Linked DNA regions of Mus musculus: region 1 is linked to region 2. A link is a contact called in public HiChIP or PLAC-seq data. All regions are on one chromosome and are shown on one strand. The core of a region is the stretch at or near the end of the contact, and the rest is flanking DNA. Distances in the headings are between cores, read along the strand shown.

Region 1 (2,815 bases), core at 111-2,610, 1.0 Mb before region 2:
TAATGTCAGTCCACTCTACATCCTTGTCCAAGCTTCAGCAAAGCACTGCATACTCGGCAGAAATGTGACCGTTAGCTAAGGCCACACTTCATATGCTACTGCAGTCTGTAGATGTGAAACAGCACCTCTAAAGGGTAATAAGGCTCTATGAGCCAAACCTGGACACTCCCACAAAGATCAATTAGTCTTATTTTTCACTTTAAGGAGGATGGGAGCCCAAAAATGTTTCCTAACTAATTTGTTGCGAGTTTAAAAATACTTAAGGAGTTGGAAACTCAGTAAAGCTCTGCCCTCAACCTCTAATAAAACATCCGCATTAAGCATGGGGACTAGATGTGGGCTGAGCCGTTGCAAAGAAAGGTAACTTGAAGGATTTTAAAATAACTGAAATCTGATGTACACAGCCAAGTGTTGGGGGAGGGAAACATTAGCTGCTGGAAAAAAAGAAAGGCTTTGGCGTCTATAGAGCACACCCTGAGGCTCCCAAGGGGCTAACTCCATCCCAAACACCTCTACGCTGGAGAAGAGAGAGAGAGAGAGAGAGAGAGAGAGAGAGAGAGAGAGAGAGAGAGAGAGCCTGCTAGCCTGCTAGGGTCAGTTTGGGATGAAGGCAGAAATCCTGGCCGCAGTTGCTGGCCTAGACACCTGGCCTCCAGGGTCTTAGGATGCAGAGCAGCCCCCTCCGGCCCCTCTGGACTTGCAGGTGAGCGGACTAGTGCTCACTGGATCTCTGTGTAGACCTTCGATTTCCCCCTCCTTCCTCAAAAAGTGTAACTTCAGGCATCTTCCAGGGAGGAGAGGGGGTTGGGGAGAAGAGCAGAAAAAACAGGCCCCAGCATCTCCGGGGGTTTTGAAGGTAGGGAAGGAGAATGGCCATCCCTGCAGCAACCGCGTTTTCTCCTAGTACGCCCCTCCCCCAGTCCCCAGAACCTAGCGGCCAGGCTGTACTGGGCTCCCGGCTGGGGGTCCCTGGCGCGGACGCCAGGGCCCGCGTGGGTTGGGTGGGGTTGGGGTTAGCGGGATCCCCGAACCGCACGCTGAGTAGGCGACCACAATGTGCCTGTCCCAGAGCCCTGGGGAAGCAGGGTCACGAACGAGGGAGGGTGGACGGGTCCAGGCTGGGGCGCGCCCAGAGAACCGAGGCTAGTGGCAGGGTGCTGGCCGTCCCTCTCCATCCCTCCGCGGGTCCCCGGCACTTACCTCTGGGGGCGAGGGTATCCGCAGAAAAGGATGCCAGGGCGCGGCGAGCTGTGTCCGGGTTGGGCTCAGCGGCGGCAAGCGACCGCGGCGTCGCTGCTCATGGCTTGTCGCGCTCAGAGTGCTGCGGCCACGGCCGCGGCGGCGCCTCGGTCCTCGTCTTCTTCGCGGGCTCTGAGCCGGGACGCAGCTAACGCCCCAGCTCCGCAGCCCTGTTCCTCCTCCCCGGTGCCTCCCCGCCTGCAAGCGGAGCCGCCTCCAGCGCCGCCCCGCGCGCCGCCTGGCCCGCGGCAGCCAGCGCCGCCCAGCGCCCAGCCCCGGGGTCGCCGTCGGCTGCCGAGCCGCCGCCGCGGTGCCAGCCCCGCTGTGACGCAGGCAGCGATGCCCGGGAACTTCCTCCTCTGCCGAGACCACCAGGCGTCCAGGGCAGGCGGGCCCGCGCTGGGCGGGCCCCGGGTTCCCCACCGGGAAATCAAGCCTCTCCGCGGCTGGATGATTCCGCTGCTCAGAGCTGCCTACCTGGTTGGCACAGCAGGGAAGATCGGTCCTCTGCCTCCTGTGTGCAACCCTAACAATGCCAAAAAGCGGGTGGTTTCTGTGAGCCCGCCATCCGCTCTTACACCGCAGCTCCTCCCTGGGCTAAGTTGAAGCAGAGCGGCTGCTGCTAAAAATAGCCCTCCTGGGAACTCCCAGAGGGTCAGGTTGGAGATAACCCCTCCCCAGAGAATGAAAGGTCCAGGAAGCGGGTGGAGAGGGGGCGGTGGTATATATGAGGGGAACAGGGAAGAACGAAAAAAATCCGATGCCCGTAGTTTACAAAGCCTTAAGACCCTGGGCAACCTCAATCCCATTGACCAGCTGGCAGGAGTCCCTCGTTACTGGACCCTGCAAGATGGGCTTCTGGGCTTTGAGCAGCAGGTGCCGTTCCATATGAAAGCTCCGCCTACGATTTTGTGTGGGCAGAGGTGGGGATCGTGTGTGTGTGTGTGTGTGTGTGTGTGTGTGTGTGTGTGCAAAAGAGTTAACAATGTGCCCCGAACCACCTGTTGTTTAGACGATGTAGGGGAGGGATTCTCTCCCAGCCATTGATCTGAGCCTTGGGTTTGTCTGCCTATCTCTCTGCCCAATTATAGTTTAAAAGCACAAACTAGCATCTTGAAAGCTGGCATCTCCCTAAAAAGAAAAATTGCCTATTGGGGGAAAAAGTGCAGATAAGATCACTGTAGCAGTCGAGAGAGAGAGAGAGAGAGAGAGAGAGAGAGAGAGAGAGAGAGAGAGAGAGAGAGTTTGTCAGTAACCAGCTGGCTGTCCTCAGAGCACTTGACGCAGATAAAGAATTACTCTGCCCTGGCAGTCTGGGAGAGACAGAAGAGGACAAAAACGGGCAGCCAGCAGCCATTAACTAGTTTGTGTGCTCCTGCATGGTGAGTTTATAGAAGACAATCATTTTCCAAGCCATGATAAAAAGCAGGGTATGGGGGCCGTGGGGGAGGAGCCTATTCCTCCTTGCCCGGCACCCCCCCCCCCCAACCTAACTGTTCTTCCTGCTCACAGAATAAAATATTATATACTGCCTCTAATCCCAATGTAGTTGTGGGCTCTGGAAGACAACCTTAAA
Region 2 (2,764 bases), core at 104-2,603:
GCTTTCTTTTCTTTTGTGTTTTCTTTTACCTCTATGTCAGCAGTTCTCAACCTTCCTAATGCTGCAACACTTTGATACAGTTAGTTCCTCATGCTGTAGTGACCCAACCATAACATTATTTTTGTTGCAACTTCATAACCTACTGTTATGAACTGTAATGTGAACACGGTTTCCAATGGCCTTAGGCGACCCATGCTACTTACACCATCTTTTGGAACTACAAAGCTTGCTGGTATCAAAATAACTGTTAAGTATAAAGAAGCTAGCATCCCCATTTTGGCTTGAAATGAAGCGAGAGTATTTATATGAGTGTTTAAGATTAAGACGTCTTCTGCAAAGCATTCAAAAGAATAACTTCTGCCAAATATTTGGGCATATCATGAATACATGCCTTCAAATTTGTATAAAGTATACTGCAGTGTTTTCAGTACTCTATAAACAATCAACGTTCTTGTCCATGCACCTTGGCTGAGTTTCTTGAACTGGGGCTTCCCAGTTCAAGTTAACAATAATGCCCAGTGTCAATTTAAGCTGATAATATTCTGATTTTGGTTGTAAATATGATCCTGAAAATCTCCTACGGGAGGTAAATTTCTGAGGGCAAATGTAGCAGGCAAACCTAGGGACGGCAAAACACACTCCTAAAATCCTGGCACCCCGTCCTTTCTCTTAATTTAATCGCAACCACCTTCCCCGTATCCAGCATTTCCACAGCTTCAGAATATTGCAAAAAACTACTTATTAGAACCGGGTGAGGAATACTGAAGTAATTCCCGGTAGTGCTGTCAACTCTTCACTCCTTTCGCTCCAGTTCCTGAGTTTACTGCACCTGGCACACAGTTTAACTCTTCGGAGCTCGCGGTCCAGAAACCACCTACTGCCTGCGGGCCAGGTAGGCGTTCTATGTGCCCAGAGACGCTCACGGGAGCCACCAAATGCCGGGGCTGAGGAAGCGCCCGGTGACACCAGATCTCATTTAAGGTCTGTTCGCTTCAAGAACGCCCCGGAAAGACTCGGGGGTCTGTGGCTTTCCCCTGCGTGTGTTAGCACAGCCCGGTCCGCCAAGCCGCCGCCGAGCTGGACAGAGGCCGCAGCCCGCCCGCTCGCCTGGGGGCCGCCATGCCGACTCACCGCTCGCTCGCGCTCCGCCCGCGCCGCCCGCCGCGACCGCGCCGGCTCGCGCCTCCCCGCTCCAGCCGCCGCGAACCGCCTCTACGCCGCGGCTCGGGAAGGGCTTCACCGCTCCGCGCCCTCCTGACCCAGCTCGATAGGGACACCAACGACACACCGCCGACTCCACAGAGCGGTGGGAAACCGGTCGGGATCTCCTCGGCGTTCGGCTGACGTCACTGCGGAGGGACGGCGGCGGTGCAGCGAGTCCTCTGCGCACGCGCGGCCGCACTTCGGTTGCTGGCGGGGGGCGGGGGGCGGGGGGCGGGGGGCGGGGTGGGGACTGAGGTCGTTGGTCATCACTGCGCCTTTGTTAGAAAATGCCTTGCTGAGGTGACTGTGTGCACTGGCGGTTTCATTTGAATGTGAATGCTAAATACAAACAATTCTGAGAGCTTTCCGAAAATGATGTGGTTCAACTGGTGGAAAATCTGGTAGTGTACTATGGAAAAAGTCTGTTTATCTCCCAAAGTATGTTGCATCTCAAGAGAAGTCAAGGCATGAGTTAGGGAAGGACTAAAATACTTGTTCACTGTAGACAGCTGCCAAAATTTGTTCCCAACCAAGCCCTTAAAGCTATTTATAAAACTTTTTATCAGAAGGATGTATGTATGCATTATACAGAAACTTGGAAATATTTTATAGTTATTGCACATTGTACTGGGAGAACTGGGACATTGCTACTTGTGGGTGTCTGTCATGCTCTCTATCCAGTATGAAAAGAAGCTTTGATGAGGGGTGAAAGTTAAACTTCTTTATTTTTAGATTAAAATTCTTTTTAATTTAAAAAGGCATCAGGTTTTAAATACATTAAGAATTGAACTCATATTTTGACCCCATCTCCGAAAATTGTCATTTCTGTTGTTATCTGGTTATTATGTCGTGTATGTATAAAATCAATAAATTGTTCAGGAGTATATATCTGACCATTATGTTACAAAGCAACAGAAATACATAAAATCAAATGAGATGTGCAAATATGCATATATGTATCTCAAACACATGACTTAATAAGGTTTTTTTGATTCAATAGTAAGCTGTAGACAGATAGAGATGCACATTAAAAAAAATTTTTACCATGATCAGGATCCACTACATTGCCTTGCATATAACAGTAGATACTGTATAAGTGGCTTGGTCACTTTCCAAGCAATTATTTCTATTTAGATGTCTTTGCCCAATATGAAAATAATGAATGTGGGTGGGAGATTGTTCATTTTTCTTTCCCCAGCAACTATTTAATGCCTGCATCTTGGCAAGAGCTGCACTTACCTGCAAACATCATGATGTCATTTTCCTTTATCCTGTGGTGTATCTGTGCCACATTTGCATTGCCCGTCCATCACTCGAAGGGCATTTAGGTGGTTCCCCCTCGCTAGCTATGGTGAACAGAGCAGCAATGGACACTGCTAAGCAAGCATCTGTAGGAGGATGTCCTTTGGGCATATGCAGAGGAGTGGATCTGAGTCATGGTAGATTTACTTTTAGCTTTTTGAGCAATATTGAGCATGCATGGTTTCTTATATATGGTCCCCAACTGGTAGAACTATTTGGGAAGGATTAGGAGTTGTTACCTTATTGGATAAGATATGTC

What was found. HiChIP or PLAC-seq counts read pairs in DNA pulled down with a chosen protein or histone mark.
Region 1: a contact with region 2 is called in a FOXA1 HiChIP or PLAC-seq map of pancreatic cancer cells. The contact joins the promoter of Lrrc8c here to the promoter of Thoc2l in region 2. A contact is called at or near these places in 3 of 39 promoter capture datasets (cranial neural crest, hippocampal neurons and pre-B cells) and 3 of 115 datasets of contacts at active chromatin or transcription factors (astrocytes, large pre-B cells and pancreatic cancer cells).

The regions. Positions count from the first base shown.
Region 1 is chr5:105,518,016-105,520,830 of GRCm38.p6, reverse strand. It overlaps Lrrc8c (leucine rich repeat containing 8 family, member C), which reads right to left and starts at 1,360. Exons shown (of 4, transcript NM_133897.2): 1 at 1,201-1,360.
Region 2 is chr5:104,506,939-104,509,702 of GRCm38.p6, reverse strand. Thoc2l (THO complex subunit 2-like) reads right to left here and starts at 1,353. Exons shown (of 8, transcript NM_001166581.2): 1 at 1,132-1,353.